Regions from separate parts of the Sus scrofa genome. Here all the other regions are linked to region 5. A link is a contact called in public Hi-C, HiChIP or PLAC-seq and promoter capture Hi-C data. All regions are on one chromosome and are shown on one strand. Each heading gives the region's core, a stretch centred on a gene start, on an enhancer-like site or on the middle of the called end of the contact. The rest is flanking DNA. Distances are from core to core; before and after follow the strand shown.

Region 1 (2,823 bases), core at 150-2,649, 510 kb before region 5:
CCACAATCTAGATGCAGGGGCCCTGCATTGGAGGCTCTGGAGGAGGGTCCATTTCCTTGTCTTTTCCAGCTTCTAGAGGCTGCCTACATGCCTCCACAGTGGCACCATCCTCCTTCTTCCAAGCTCACAGTGTAGCATCTGCTCTTTCACTGATTCTGACCTTTCTGCTTCCCTCTTACAAAGACCCTTGTGATTACATTGGACCTACCTAGATGACCTCACTCTCTCAAAATCCTTAATCACATCTGCAAATCCCTTTTGCCATAGAAGAAAACATAGTTTCAGGGGTGTGCTGGGTGGTGTCATTACCCTGTCTACCACATCATTAATATTTTTACCGACTAGCTCACTTCATCTAATCCTCATTGAACTCCATGAAGTAAGTACTATTTTATTCCCTTTTGGAAATAAAAATATGTGTTTCTATGAGACACATAGAAAGTAACTTTCCAAGGTCATACAGCCAGTAAGTGGTGAAGGAGGGATTCCAACCGAGGGGGTTGACTCCTGGAGTTAACATTCCTAGGAGCTGAAATATGTAAAGTGACACACAGCACTATATCAATGTTAGCTAGTATTATTGTTATTTCCACTAAAATTAATAATCCTTATCTTATAGGACTCTTGTGAGAATTTAAATAAATTAACATATGAGGAGTTCCCACCGTGGCGCAGTGGTTAAGGAATCCGACTAAGAACCATGAGGTTGCGGGTTCGGTCCCTGCCCTTGCTCAGTGGGTTGACGATTCGGCGTTGCCGTGAGCTGTGGTGTAGGTCGCAGATGCGGCTCGGATCCCGCGTTGCTGTGGCTCTGGCGTAGGCGGGTGGCTACAGCTCCCATTCGACCCCTAGCCTGGGAACCTCCATATGCCGCGGGAGCGGCCCAAAAAAACAGCAGAAAGACAAAAAATAATAATAATAATAATAATAACATATGAGAAGCACCAGACAGTACCTGGCATATAGCAGATCTTCAAATGGCATTTAGATCTTTGCGATCCTGGTAACCCATCTCTTTTTTTCAGTGGGAAAACATTCATTTTAGTTCACTACGCCCTTCCCAAGATGGCGCCATTGCCACACCCAATCCTCCCCATTCAAGATGGAGCCAATTGCTCCGCAAAGCCGTATGTAGACCTCCTCAAGATGGCGCCAACACTAGCCTTTTTACCTCCCGCCCTCTTCAAGATGGCCTTAGGAGTTAGCTTCATCTCTGTGAGCTCTCAGACCTTCTCAAGATGGTCACGGACGCAATACTTACCACGTTCTGACCTTCTCAAGATGGCACAAAAACGTAAACAGCGTCGCTATCTTAAAGACACTTCCGGTCGCTCTTGAAGCGGGTATTCGAGGCCTGCCGGGATACGTGAAGCGTTCGTTTTGGGCTGGGACACTCTAGGGCCATGATGGACCGGAGGAAAAAACCTTTGGACGTCACAGCGTCCTCGGTAAGTACGGGCTCCGCGTTCTCCTTGCCTCCGCCGGACAAGAATCTCGGCTAGCTTGCTTCTTCCCTCAGGGACGCAGGGTTAGTCTCCCCTCAGACGGGACCCCGGGCCTGGCTTTTCTTCTCAGACCGGACCCGGGCCTGGGCGTCTCCGTTCCAGTGTGCACCCGTGCCAGGCCGGCCCCTCAAGACACCAGCTTGAAACTGCCGTCTTTTCCGGGTTAGGAATGTTCCTGCCTCCGCTCTAGGACAGCCAGGCCTCCTTGCCAGCCTTGTCTCCGTTTCCGTTGGAGGGGACCCTTATCTGTACTCTCTGTCATCCTCCGTTTTGGTTCAGGGACCAGAATGGTCCCTCCAGGATGTCAGAGTGTGACTTACCTCCCTCCCAGTATCCCGTATGCCCCGCATCCCCGACCAGAAAGTAACCCGATATTCATACACCTGGAGGTGCGCGGCCTGGAGCTGTCAGGTCTAACAGGACAAAATCAGCTTTATTAAGTTAGTTAACTCCTGGGAAGAAAACCTGCTCTGAGTACTTGTTCCAGAGCCTGTTGTGCTGAACCCTCCCAACTGCTTTAGGAGGAAGGTGCGGGTAATATACCCTTTTTTTGTTCTGTTTTGTCTTTTTAGGGTCGCACCCGTGGCATGTGGAAATTCCCAGGCTAGGGGTGGAATTGGAGTTGTAGCTGCTGGCAGGCCTATGCCACAGCCACAGTCAACGCGGGATCCCTAACCCACTGAGCGGGCAGGAATCAAACCTGCTTCCTCATGGATATTAGTCGGGTTCGTTACCTCTGAGCCACGACAGGAACTCCCTATCTCCGGTTTTCTGGATGATGACATTGAGGCTCCGAAAGTGAAGGGGCCTGCTCCAGCTTACATTCAGAATTCTTCATGGTAGAACCAGGCTCAATCAGTCTGGTTTGCCGCGTCCATCGCTACAGGGAAATGGGGAATCCTGGAAGAGGGATGGTGCGGTATAACAAAACACACGAGACTCTTTTACATTAAGAAAGTGGGAGACCAGGAGGCACTCCTTTCCACGAAACAAAGGCCCTGGGTTTTAGCCCACTTTTATTAAGGAAGATGCCTTATGTAGATTAGTGGGCTGGAGCAAGCATAGGCAAAGACAAGGGTACCTCTTAGTGAATAATAAAGGAAATTATTCGCACTGGTGCATACCTCTAGGGCATAGTTCAGCTGCTTATTGAATAGCATAGTTGATGCATAATGTCTTTGTAGGAGACCCTGTACTTTAGAACTCTGTGTCAGCAGATATTTGCCTTGCGCAGAGTTGAGCTGTTCAGTGGTCTCCAACACTGGTTGACTCCAAAGCCGCTCTGTTCTCCATTATATCAGAGCAAATTGCCTAACCT
Region 2 (3,117 bases), core at 195-2,694, 530 kb after region 5:
GCACTGATTAATCACCGTGTATTTGGGAGGGTTCTGCCACCCAGGGAGGCACGGCTTTATCCCTGGGATCTGTCCACACGAAGAATGGCAAAGAAGCCCTGGTTTCATCACTCACTCTGTGATTAGGGAAACAAAGCTGGGATCCTGCAGCCAGGGATGGGGCTGGCTGGGAGGAACCCCTAAGAAGGAGGGCAGACAAGGCCAGTCTGAGCCCTGAGGTGGCAGCCATGGGGCGAGACTGCCTGGGAAGAGACTGCAGACCCACCTCAGTGACCAGGGACAGCCACACTGACCAGCGGGGCACAAACACAGGGTGCCCAGAGCCCGTGGTGCTGGCACAGAGGGAGACAAAGGACACAGATGGTTTCTGGAAGGAAGGGGGAGGCAGGGACTGCAGTCCCTGGAAGCCAAACTCTTAGGGAAATCCTACAAGTACAGTAATGTCAGAGACTTTAACCCATGGGCTGCTAGGAACTTTGAGGCAGTTTTCCACTGGCAATTGAAGTTAGCTAAGCATCTTGGCGCTATCAGATTCTGCAAGTGGTTTAGAGGAGCATAACCCTGCACGTCAGGCTGATCTTTAGTGGCTTTGCTGCCCTTTCTATCCAGGCATGCTCCTTTACACAGCCCTCTATGAAGTGGGCTGACACACACCTGGGGGAATGTCCAGGTCCAGGAACCCTCAGAGTTTAAAAAGCACAATGACAATCCTGGCCACATGTGTCCCTACTTAGCTGCACAACATCCTCCATCCAAAGAAATGGGGAAATGAGCAAGTCATCTGGCCTCTGGCTGCCTCACAGGTGACCACAATGTGACTTCATCATCTCATCCTTCAGGGCCAGGCATCCTGTCAGGGGCTGGGGACCTGGCCCTCATCCCCCTCGGAATATTCTAAAAGGGGAGGCAAGGAGATTAAACAGATCATGGAACCTCCTTGAGCTAAGAGCTATATAACAATGAACCAGACGCCCTGGAGAACACAGACCCACTGGGCATGGGCCACAGCAGGAAGCAGGATGAAGTAGAGCCTTGCACAGCAGTAACAAGAGAGGGATCCCTTGAACGGGTCAGGCAGGGTCCACATGAGCAAGGGATGGAGGGCTCAGAATACCTTCTTGCCAGGCAGTAGGTCTCCAGATATATTGGAGCAAAGTGGCAGAAAGGAAAGAAGGAGCACGCAAGGTCTCAGGCCTGGCTCTGAGAACTCCCAGCCGGGGGCCTGAACCCTCCCTGCTGCCATGCTGCCAGGGACAGGGACAAGCTAGCAAGGAATCCTGCTCTGCTAGGATTTTGGGACTTGCCACCGTGAGAAACCTGTTTCCGAGTTCCTTCAGCCCTGACACATTCTGCAGAGTCAAGGATGCCTTGGTCAGAGTGGTCAGAGTCACAAGGCCATGATAACCTCAAGCCAAGGGAAGTGTGGGAACACGGAGCAGGGCCGCATCCCCACGTACTAAGCAGCTCTCCTCTGCCATCTAGTGGGGACACCGGTACCTCCTAGTGTACTTGGGTGACTTGGCAAAGCAGATGAAAAAGAAAAGGTGGGCACTTGGAATTTGGCAAAAATGATCAAGTTTTAGTCTGTAGTTAAAATCTTGTGGGCTTAACACAGTAATTTCTATTCTCAGGGAGTATCTGGGGGATACAGAGTTGGAGTGTCATTAAACATGTGGAGGGTCATTCCAGTTTAGTTTTTGTCCTTCAAACACGTGCTGACACCTGATGTGCCCAAGGTACCGTGCTTGGCAGGGCTGGCTGATACCAGCAAGAGGCTGAGGTTGAGTGCCTGGGTGTAAGCAGATGACACTCTCTAAGGAAGACTTCTAATTTCATTCCAGGCTAAAAACAAAAAAAAACAGTCTAGGAGTCCTCTATCACCCTTTTCCCCTCCTGGCACTCCTGTGTGGGGCAGAAGGAAGTGCCTTCCTGGACTTGCCTCCTCTCTCCTCTCCATTCTTCCAGCCCTCCTCTGTTACCATCCTCCTGACACTTAATAGATCTAAAAATAAAATTATTACAGTGTGATGATTTTACTTTTAATAATGCCTGGCATTTGTACAACCACTGGCAGTTTTAAAATCCCTTTTGTGACACTGCGTTGTGCAGGCATGGCGGGGGTGTTTTCACTGTGCCCGCTGTGGGAACGGGAGGACCGAAGCACCCAGAGACGTAGCTGGCCTGGGGTCATCCAGCCCAAGCAGACAGAGCTGCTCCCCACCCAGGCTGCTGGGTCCTGGCCTGGCCTCCGTCCACTTTCTTTTCCTGCCTAGAAGCCTCGCCCCAGCACAGGGTGGACACCACACACGTCTGCAACTCCTTCCCCACCAGCTCAGGAGTATGGGCAAAAAGAAGACCTGACAAGGGAAGAGGAGGGGAGAGAGGAACAGAGGAGAGGGGTTTCAAGCCATTCCTTTCCCCAGCTCGGGTTCCAGATGAAAACCTATCTCAGAGATGGAGCTGGGCTTTTCCAATGTGTGGAAAAGGGTGAAATGTTTTTAACCATCTCTCTAGTTTTACTAGATGAGGCCAGGAAACGACCAAGAATCAAGGCTGTGACTCATGCCATGAACATCTGAGTGGAGTGACGCTGTGGTCAGAATCAGAGAACTTGACTATTTCTTCCAATGCACTCAGCAGAGTGCCGAGAAAACCAGCACTGTGTAACTAACGACCTAATACCAGTAAGTGCTGATACCCATGATAAAGGCACCCACTGGTTGGGTGCTGTGCCTGGATGACTGCTAACAAGACAGGCAGCCAGAATCCATCAGAGGGCCCTTCTGTGTCAGGCTTTACAGTCATTATCACGTTAGGATGGGGACTGTCATCACCTTCATTCTACAGATGAGCAACTGCACAGTTGGGCAGTGGCTGAGCTGGGATCTCAGCCCACGTCAATCTAAATTGAGCCCACGACAGGGGGCATTTGCCTATCCACACATCACCTGGACCCCCTCTGGCCTCCTCAAGGGACCCTTCGAGGACCAAATCCCAGCTCATGCTGACTGATGCTTACCTTCTTTGCTGTCTCAAACTCCAATCCTTCTAGAGCTTCCATGGCCAGCTCACGCCAGTCAGTGTCTGTCACACCCAAGCAAGCAATCTGGTAGGCTT
Region 3 (2,990 bases), core at 4-2,503, 580 kb after region 5:
TACAGTACCTACCTTAGAGGGCTGTTGTTAGGTGACAATGAGATAAAAGATACAAAGTTCTTAGCCAGTGCCTGGCACAAAGTCACCAAGTAAGCATTAGCTTTTACTAGTGTAAAGAAAGTAATCATCTCCAAACGGAGCCTTAAGGATGTTTAGGATTTCCATGTAAGGAGATGAAGGAAGATGTGCTTTCCTCACACAGAAAGGCCCAAGAAAAGAGAGGGAAGGCCACTAGCCAAACGGAGGCTTCGCAATGAAGTTGAAAAGATCATGGAGGAAGACTGTGAAAGTCAGGCTGAGGAAAACTACCCAATAAGTCAGTATTCCCTGCAAAAGGAATCCTTACATGATAGATTTAGGTGATAAAAGTGGAATAGGACATTAAACAACAGTGAATCATAAAGTGAGAAAGTCATTCTCTTTCAAGTCTCTTTCAAGCCTTCTAATAAAATACATGAGAAAGTCATGATTTGATGCTTTTCATCTCAAGCACCTCACGGACAACACCTGCTCAATCTCCAAATGAAGGTTTAAAGACTCCCTAGCAACGGTATCTAGCTATACCGTGTTAACACCGTTTCGTTTCTCCCAGCTTTAAGTTACAGTTAACTTACATTTATAGCAAATGAAAACTGGTTTTCATATATGGCGTAATAAAGTTTCCTTGTAAAATTATATTTAAACGAAAATAAATGAGGAAATTTAGAAGAAAAGTCAAGCAAAAAAGAGTAGAGGTAATGTGTGGATATGGCAAAAGTGGTGAAGTTAGAGAAATACTGTCATGGGTCTAAGACGAGCCCAGGATGGATTCTGAGTAAGAAAAAGACAAGACCAGGTTATGACTATGTGTAAAACCACTTCGACAGACCACTACCTCACGCGCAGAACTGCCCTTGCTCCCTCTCCAGGCCTCAGTGTCCATCCGAAAAGGGGCTGGGGGGCGACCTCTCAGACGCTGATTCTCGGGGCTCACTATCCTCTGCCTGAGCCACAGGCCCGTTGCCCGTGGCAACCACCGGGGTTCACGCAATGGCGCCCGCTATCCCGCTGGGGCTTGGCCTCCCGCTCCTCCCGGACTGCCCCACTCCTAACCTCTGTTCCACTTTATCTCTCCACGTCAATACGGCCCTCATAGCGGCTCGCTTCACACCTCCGGCCCCACCTCCCCACCTCGGCAACAGGCCTCAAGCCGCGAGCCACTTCGGCTACCTGCGCTACCCCTGGCAACGCACATGCGCAGTGAGCTACGCGCGAAGCCGAGCGTTCCGAGTGCGCATGTCTGAAAGAGAGGGCTTGAACAATGGAACCCGAGCCTTGAAGATGTCTGCACGACTAGGGCGCGCGCGATTGGTCACCCCTAAGGTGAGGGGGCGGTGCGTCTTTCTCGACAAAGGATTGGATTGGGTGAGCCGTGGAAATGGCGCCTGTGGACCAGGGGGCGGCCGCAAAGCAGCTGAGGCGTATGAAAGACATTCACTACCTTCATCTTTTGGTTCCAGCCTATCGCTCAGAGCTGGAGAAGTTTTCACATCTTACTCCGCTCCTCACTCAGAGCGACGCAGCCTCTCGGCCCGTTGCTACAGCTGGATCTCGCTTAGGGGGGCACGGCTAGGATGGAGAGTCCGAGCCCCGGGGACTGCGGAGCTGCACCTTTGATCACCGCCACTGAGCGCCTAGACTCAGACCGGCCCTGTGACCTCCGGCAAGTCATTGTCCCCTTTCGGGCCGCAGTTTCACCACCTGAAAAATGGGAGAGAGGGAGTAGGTGGGTGGGCCTTTCTCTCCTGGGGTCGGCGGAGACGTGGAGGCCCAGAGTTATTTCCAGCGAGCCGGGGCTGGGGATCAGGTGCTCTTCTGGAGGGGTCGGCTCCCGACCTCGTCCCCAGAAATGACATGGGAGCTGGGTGGAGCAGGAAGGTTTCCTAGTGCTGGGAGACGACTGCTTGGGTTGGAGGATCCTAGGAAGACTTTGGAGGAGATGTCATGTTAAGGAGCCAGGGGCGCCCCAGAAACCGGTCCAATGAGAGGTAAGGGAAAAAAACCACAGACACTTACTAAGTATTTGTGTATATGCGGTGTGGGGCTAAGATAATTTACCTACCCCCCCCAAAAAAAAACCTTTAATCCTCAGAATTACCTTAAAGGAAGTATTAGGTCTTTTTTTTTTTTTTAACAAATGGAGGAACAGACTTTGAGATGTTAAGTCACTTGATCTTGAATGCAGCTAGTAAATGGCAGAGCTGGGATTTGAACCTAGTCTGTTGATTTTAAAGTTTGTGCTGTTTTCACCAATATTCAGTTTCTTATCTCCAAAATTGTGAACCGTATGATTTCTTAAGATCCACTCACCCAGCTCCCCTAAATTATTTAATCCCACATCACATCAGAAGACCTTAATTCTAATTCTAGTTAGTAACTAGCTCTTACTTAATTTCCCTATTTGTAGAAAAGAGGTTGGTTAGACATCTCTGTAGACCCAGCCAACTTTTAGCATATGTGATTTAGTGATTAGGATACACTAACTAAAGTTTTTCAATGCTAGTACAAGGGAAGAAGTATTAGACCAAGATTTAGTAGACCTAGGTTCTGGAATCATTTCTGCAAGTAACTTAATCTTCCCTTCACTCACTTTTATCAGTAAAATGAGAGTAGTCCTTATTATTCCTACTTCACAGGGCTATTGGCTCAAGAATGAAAGAGAATTTGAAAATTCTGTATTAGAAATTGGTTACATATATATGCACATATATATACAAATTTTACATCACTTATTTGTGGCAGAGGAGGGTGTCTCACTGACTCCTTTAAGCTGTTCAGTTGATCCCTAGGTTAAGAGCTTAGCTATTGGTTCATATTTTTATTTTTTTGGTCTTTTTGCTATTTCTTTTGGGCCGCTCCCGCGGCATATGGAGGTTCCCAGGCTAGGGGTTGAATCAGAGCTGTAGCCGCCAGCCTACGCCAGAGCCACAGCAACGCAGGATCCAAGCCGC
Region 4 (3,090 bases), core at 369-2,868, 610 kb after region 5:
ACTGGTGGCCCATTAAAGCCATGAACTACATGACCTGTGCCTACTACGATGCCCCTGAGATCTATCACATCAACTAGGTGTTGCCAAACCTAGCCAACCTTGGGGCCACAGCCAGAGCAGTCAGCAGCCCAGGGCCAAAGACGCGGGAGAATATTAGAGAGCCGGACGGGAGAAACTGTTCCAGTGGGAAGTCATCCCAAAGTGTCCAGGGTCTCAGAGGGCAGATGAGTCCAGGGAAAGTTGTGGTTGTTATTTCCCTCTCCTGACCTTTGTTCTTTTGAAATAAAGCAGGATGGAGTTGCTGTGATCCAGCTGATGTGACTTCTTGCTTAGGAGCTGTGGCCAGAGGGGTGTTGGAAAGCTGAGGTCCTGAGCCTCTTATCTTGGGTCTCGGTGCCTACTGGGAAGCAGCAGGCAGTGTGGTGCCCCTGTGCCCCCCTCAAATAAGTAGCAGCAAGTCTCTCATCCTGCAAGGTCTAAGCCATTTGGGTCATTCTTCTAAATTTCTTAGGCCTTCACAACTGCAAGAATGCCCAATTGTTCATGACTGGTCACCCGCTTCACTCACCTGACCCTGTCAAGACCTTCTCCTTCATGGCACACACCATGTGGGCTGCTGTTAGCACAGTGCCTTCCTGCCTGGAACCCCAGCTGACTCCTTCAGCCCCCAGGACCAGCAGGATTCCCCAGGTGGTGAGCTGTGTGACCTTGGACCAGACCTTCACTTCACATTTCACGGTTCACTTTTCTGGGTCTCCTCACACTCCCCTCCACAGTCAAAATGTCAGGGAGGAGTTGTCAACACTCACTCCCTTCCCTTCTCACCCATCACTCAGTCGACAACACAATCCCCTTCAGCTTTGGTCTCCAGCTGGCCTGGAACTTCTCTACCTCAGGTCACTGATGACATGATAACCCTATCATGTTCGGATTGTGGAATCAAGGGGCTTCTTTTCTCTGAAATTTGATTTTCACAGCAATCTTAAAAACAAAAGCTAAAACGAAGCAAGCCAAGAACAACAATTAAAAACTAGACAGTTTAGCCTTATGGTCAGAAGTGTGGTTTTTGGAGTAAAAACTCCAAACTTCACTCTCTACACTTGTAAAATGGGGAAATTGATAGAACTACCTTCACAGAACTGTGAGAAGCCCATTGAATGAGAGCTGTTACACAGTCTATTTGCTCTTTAAATTCACGTGGGGGAATTCCGCAGTCACTGTTTTATTCCCTCCAGGCCACTAAGAGGCGCACGTCGAAAGAAAAAACGTGGGCGGAAATAATCTAAAAACTGGATAATCCTGCGGAGGGCGGCTTCAGTTCCTGGCGGAAGTGGCTCCTCCTCGCCAGGTCTTAGAAGCTCAAAAAGAATTCCAAATTTTTACGTTGTCCCATCAGCAGGCACGAAAATTTTCAGAGATACTCCTAGATATTAATGTCTAGGAAAACACAGGTGGCTCTCGACGTTTTTTCAGAATTATTCCTCTGACGTGTCTTTAGTTTCTTTGAAAGACCAATAGCCGGAAGTGCTCCTCTTTTCCCTGCCGGGACCCAGAGGTGAAGTCCCATCAGCCCCCGCGCGCACCCTTCCCTCTCTTCCTCGGCGCTGCCTTACGGAGGTGGCAGCCATCGCCCGCCTGGTGAGTGTTAATCGTTGGCCATCCGCATTTCTGTGGTGTCCATCTGGCTCCATCGTGCCCTGTTAAGGAGGCCTAACCTTCCGAGCGGTCGTCTGGGTGGGCATTGTCCTTGTCGGTCGGTTGGAGCGCGTACAAAGAACAGAGCGAAGCGGCCTGGCGGTGATGGCGGCTCCCTTCGCAGGGCTCCCTTGCCTCCTACGGAGGCCACCTGGGGTCAGTTACGAACAGCTTGTATGAGCACTGGGGACGCCGCGCGCTAAGGAGTTCCTGGGGGTCGCGGAGCGATGAGTGATTCAGGCCTAACGGCTCTGAGCTCAAGTTATCGCCTCGCCCCCTCAGCGATGTCTGCCTACCTGTGTTTGTCTGAATCCTCATCTCGGCGCTCGCTTCTCTCCAGTTTCTGGCCTTGGGGTTGCTGCGGTGGGGGGGATCAGCAAAAGCAAAACAAAACGCGACTGCGAGTCGACTTGTTCAGTTAACCGAAATTTTGGTGTCGGGTCGGGATGTCTGGGAATGTTGGACTGCGTTTTGTCTTTTGAGGAGACCATTGGGGGCAGGAGGTCGTTCGTTTTCTGGACAAATTGAGTCCCAGCTCTGTGCTGGGCAAAGATATTGATGAACGTGAACAGAGAGAAAGTGTGCTACAGTAGTAAAAATAGGGTAGCGGGAAGGCCTTGAGGAAGGTGACATTTTAAGGTGATGACCAGGTGTGTTCCAAGGCCTCCAGGCACTTTAGAAGAACCTCACAGTTTTGGGGTGTCCTTTGAGTGTTAGCAGCCTCCTAGGGTAATTACAGGTTTCTTGGTCCCGGCACTGCAAGTGTTGAATGTGCAATATCTGCATCTTACAGTGAGGAAATAGATTTGGGGTCATGTGGATTGCCCCTGGCCTGCAGTTGAGACTCGAATGGGACTTACTGCTTCTCTACAGATTTACCCTTTGCTGTTGGTTTTAGGCATTATTTCTTAGCTTTTGAGTGGGTGAGGTGACCCCTTACCTCCCAGGATCGCATCTGGAGAATGGCTAGTATTCTGCCAGCTTCGGAGTCGGGAGGGACAGCAAGCCTGGCAGAGGTACCCATTCCATTCCTAGCTTGCTTGGTAGCTGGTGATTGGAAGACACTCTGCAACAGTGTTCAAGCCCCTGCAGGAAAGCCTCCTTCTGAGACTTGTTGACTGGTCTTTTGCCTCTTTCTCTAGGCATCATGGCTGCTCTCAGACCCCTTGTGAAGCCCAAGATCGTCAAAAAGAGGACCAAGAAGTTCATCCGGCACCAGTCAGACCGATATGTCAAAATTAAGGTATATGGCCAGGGATGGGAGTGTCGGGGTGAAGAAAGGCTGTTGGGTTTCTGGGATCCCCACCTCAGAAGATGGTTTTTGGTAGATGAGCTGGTCTGTGTCTGGTGGCAAAGCTCTGTAGCATCCCTAGAGTCCCTGAAGATGCCTTACTG
Region 5 (2,942 bases), core at 130-2,629:
CTCTCACTACTTCAAAAATAAAGGAATTTGATGCTTTAAGAATTCAGGGATTAATAAGTTACATTTTCGAGTATTATCACTTCCAATGTCACTTCACAAAGACTTCCAGCCAGGAGAACCCAGACAAAACCATTCCACAAAAACAAGAAACTTCCCCCCAAGAACCTGAGGCCACAAATTACAAGAGATTGTGAGGCAGAATGAATGTCCCTCAGCTTTGAGCTGTGGATGACCTGCTTAGAGGGCCACCCAGGAGAAACTGATTTCTGGCAATGACCCAGAAAATAAACAAACAAAACACGAGGTCTCTGTGTTCTTCCTCTAACTAAAAAGCCCTACATGCACCTCTCAGCCCCTTTCCCTGATGGTCGCTGAAACAGCAGCTCCTGGCCCCTCCCTAGACAGCGGTTGACCTGAGCTCCCTTCCTTCCCACGCCTGACCCTACCAACCACAATTCCAGCACATACCATCCCCCGCATGCCAAGGCACCCACCCTGCCTCCAGTCTCCTGTGGGGCGGCCCTGCACCTCTCCTCACAGCACTTATCTCAATTTGTAATCACAGGTACACAAGTCTATCAGCCTACAGGTCTGGAGGGCGGGGGCCACGTTCCCCACCACCACACCCCCACCACCACACCCCAAGGTGGGGCTCAGTGCCCCGCACAAACCACCGAGCAGGCAACAACGCTCCACGCATGAGTGAGTGAATGAATGAACGGCCACGACCCGTGCAATCACATAACCAGACACCCACCACAAACCAAAGGGATCGACCACAAACCACAGAGCCAGCTCCCACATCCACAACATATGCGAGCCCCTAACAACTTAAATCACCTCAAAACCACGAATAAAACCTACAGGGCCACGCGCCAGCCACTACGTAACTCAACACGAAGCGCACCCGCCGCACCACTACACAGGACGGGAAAGACTCGTCCTCACAGGGCACACACGACACCTTCACGCGGACGCCATACAAACCCTGAACTCAAACACCTTAACCTCCCACAAGCAGAGACTCAAACACAACCACCTGGGCGCCCAACCGCAGATCCCACAGCCCAGCGCAACCACACAACCAGGGTCCAATCATCGTCGGCCCGTGAGGGAAACGCGGCCCGCGAGCTGCAGCGCCCACCACGCACGTCCCACCCACCACTGCACACGGGTCCCACGCCCCCCGGCCGGCTCCTGAGGGGAGCCGCACCCCATCCCACCCCGCACGCACGCCCAGCCATCGGTACCCCACCGGTTCCCGCGGGCTCGCAGTCCTGAGACCCGAGTTCTGGGCCTCCGCGGCCCCTCACGCAGGAGCGACCGCCATCTCCATCGACTGCTCGGCGCTCGGCAGGCGCGCCTGCGACGGCGCCCAAACCGGAAGGCAGGCTGACAGACGCCGGAAGAGCGCCGAGTCTTCGAGGGGTGGGCAGACTCCCCAGGCACGGACAGCTGCGGCTTCAGCGAAGGCGCTCTTAGAAGTGGCAGGGGGCGGGGGCTCTGCCATTTTACGAGGTTTTTGACGCCCCAGGTTGTTAGGTGCCGAGCATTAGACCCCGTCCCTGACTATGCACACCACTGTACAGATGAGAAAACTGAGGCGTTCCCATTGTGCCCCAACGGAAACGAATCCGACTAGTATTCATGAAGATGCTGGTTGGTTCCATCCCTGGGCTCGCCAGCGTTTGCCAGTGAGCTGTGGTGTAGGTCGCAGAGGCGGCTGGGATCCAGCATTGCTGCGGCTGTGGTGTGGGCCTGCAGCTGTAGCTCCGATTAGACCCCTAGCCTGGGAAATTCCATATGCCACAAGTGTGGCCCTAAAAAGCAAAAAAAGAAAACTGAATCCTGTAGTTCTTTAGCGCTTGACGGGGGTGCACAATGAATGAGGTAGTGAGGCGTCTTTAATGCCTCTTGCACCCGCAACTGCAGTTCTAAGTTAAAGTCAATTAACGCTCCCAAGCACTAGAGAGAAAAGGAACGCTCAAGCCTGGAGGATGTGAAAACATCTGGAATAGAAAGAACCGCATGAGAGTGGGGCCTGGAATGAGAAGGAGTATCGATCCCAGGTGTGTACGTTGCGGTCAGGGAAAATCTGTGGCATTTTCAAAGGGAAGTCAAAACCTCTGTGAGAGAACACCCCACACCTGTTAGAGGAGCTATTATCAAAAAGAAGCATTGGTGAGGATATGAGATGAACAGTTGTGCACTATTGGTAGGAATGCATATTGGTGCAGCCACTATGAAAAACAGGATGGCGGTTCCTCAAAAAATTAAAAAATAAAGCTACTATATGATCCACCAATTCCAGTTCTTGTTGTTTATCTGAAAAATAGGAAAACACTAACTCAAAAGATAGCTGCATCTGCCTGTTGCAGCATTCCTTACAGTAACCAAGAATATGGAAACAGCCAAAGTGTCCATTAACAGATAATGAATGGATAAAGAAAATGTGATAAAATTATATATACAATTTAGCCATAAAAAGGATGAAATCCTACCGTTTGCAACAACATAGATGGACTTGGGCATTAGGCTAAGTGAAATAAATCAAACAGAAAAAGCAAATACTGAAGTTCTCTTGTGGTGCAGTGGGTTAAGGATTCCACATTGTCACTGCAGAAGCTTGGGGAGGTGGGTAGAAATGAGCAAAGGGGGACAAGAGGTACGAAATTCCAGTTATAAGACAAATTAGTCTTGGGATATAATACACAGCATGTTGACTCTAGTTAATAATACTATATCGCATATTTCAAAGTTCCTGAGAGAGTAGATCCTAAAAGTTCTCATGACATGAGAAAAAAAGTTTGTAACTATGTATGGTGACAGATGTTAGACTTATTGTGGTGATCATTTTGCAATATATACAAAGATTGAATCATTATGGTAACTGATATAACATTATGTCCAGTATACCTCAAAAATGGAGTTCCCGGAGTTCC

Evidence for each region. Promoter capture Hi-C pulls out the DNA fragments that hold promoters and counts their contacts. A called contact is a pair of places that touch in the nucleus more often than the background predicts. HiChIP or PLAC-seq counts read pairs in DNA pulled down with a chosen protein or histone mark.
Region 1: a promoter capture Hi-C map of fetal liver shows a contact between it and region 5, with 4 times the contacts expected there. The contact joins the promoter of CCDC174 here to the promoter of RBSN in region 5. A contact is called at or near these places in 1 of 5 promoter capture datasets (fetal liver) and 1 of 2 datasets of contacts at active chromatin or transcription factors (alveolar macrophages).
Region 2: a contact with region 5 is called in an H3K27ac HiChIP or PLAC-seq map of alveolar macrophages. The contact joins the enhancer-like site here to the promoter of RBSN in region 5. A contact is called at or near these places in 9 of 47 Hi-C or Micro-C datasets (embryonic fibroblasts, epiblast stem cells, fetal heart ventricle and 5 more) and 2 of 2 datasets of contacts at active chromatin or transcription factors (alveolar macrophages and skeletal muscle).
Region 3: a Hi-C map of liver shows a contact between it and region 5, with 4 times the contacts expected there. The contact joins the promoter of IFT122 here to the promoter of RBSN in region 5. A contact is called at or near these places in 1 of 5 promoter capture datasets (liver), 1 of 47 Hi-C or Micro-C datasets (liver) and 1 of 2 datasets of contacts at active chromatin or transcription factors (alveolar macrophages).
Region 4: a contact with region 5 is called in an H3K27ac HiChIP or PLAC-seq map of alveolar macrophages. The contact joins the promoter of RPL32 here to the promoter of RBSN in region 5. A contact is called at or near these places in 2 of 2 datasets of contacts at active chromatin or transcription factors (alveolar macrophages and skeletal muscle).

The regions. Positions count from the first base shown.
Region 1 is chr13:69,917,472-69,920,294 of Sscrofa11.1, reverse strand. CCDC174 reads left to right here and starts at 1,399. Exons shown (of 12, transcript NM_001244302.1): 1 at 1,399-1,448. The coding sequence starts at 1,407.
Region 2 is chr13:68,874,693-68,877,809 of Sscrofa11.1, reverse strand. It overlaps IFT122 (intraflagellar transport protein 122 homolog), which reads right to left. Exons shown (of 30, transcript XM_021069363.1): 15 at 3,020-3,117. Among named protein-coding and RNA genes, the nearest start is that of RHO, 32 kb to the left of the region's middle. Within about 2 kb of position 1,444, at least 26 of the 83 cell types and tissues checked have an H3K27ac peak or open chromatin away from gene starts, as enhancers often do. A contact at or near this core is called in alveolar macrophages, skeletal muscle and subcutaneous adipose tissue, where this site is marked.
Region 3 is chr13:68,826,973-68,829,962 of Sscrofa11.1, reverse strand. It overlaps IFT122 (intraflagellar transport protein 122 homolog), which reads right to left and starts at 1,253. Exons shown (of 30, transcript XM_021069363.1): 1 at 1,093-1,253. The coding sequence starts at 1,133. MBD4 (methyl-CpG-binding domain protein 4) reads left to right here and starts at 1,404. Exons shown (of 8, transcript XM_021069359.1): 1 at 1,404-1,765. The coding sequence starts at 1,614.
Region 4 is chr13:68,791,706-68,794,795 of Sscrofa11.1, reverse strand. RPL32 (ribosomal protein L32) reads left to right here and starts at 1,618. Exons shown (of 5, transcript NM_001001636.1): 1 at 1,618-1,638; 2 at 2,838-2,938. The coding sequence starts at 2,843. It overlaps EFCAB12 (EF-hand calcium binding domain 12), which reads left to right. Exons shown (of 9, transcript NM_001243853.1): 9 at 1-307. The coding sequence ends at 77.
Region 5 is chr13:69,402,432-69,405,373 of Sscrofa11.1, reverse strand. RBSN (rabenosyn-5) reads right to left here and starts at 1,379. Exons shown (of 12, transcript XM_021069366.1): 1 at 1,256-1,379.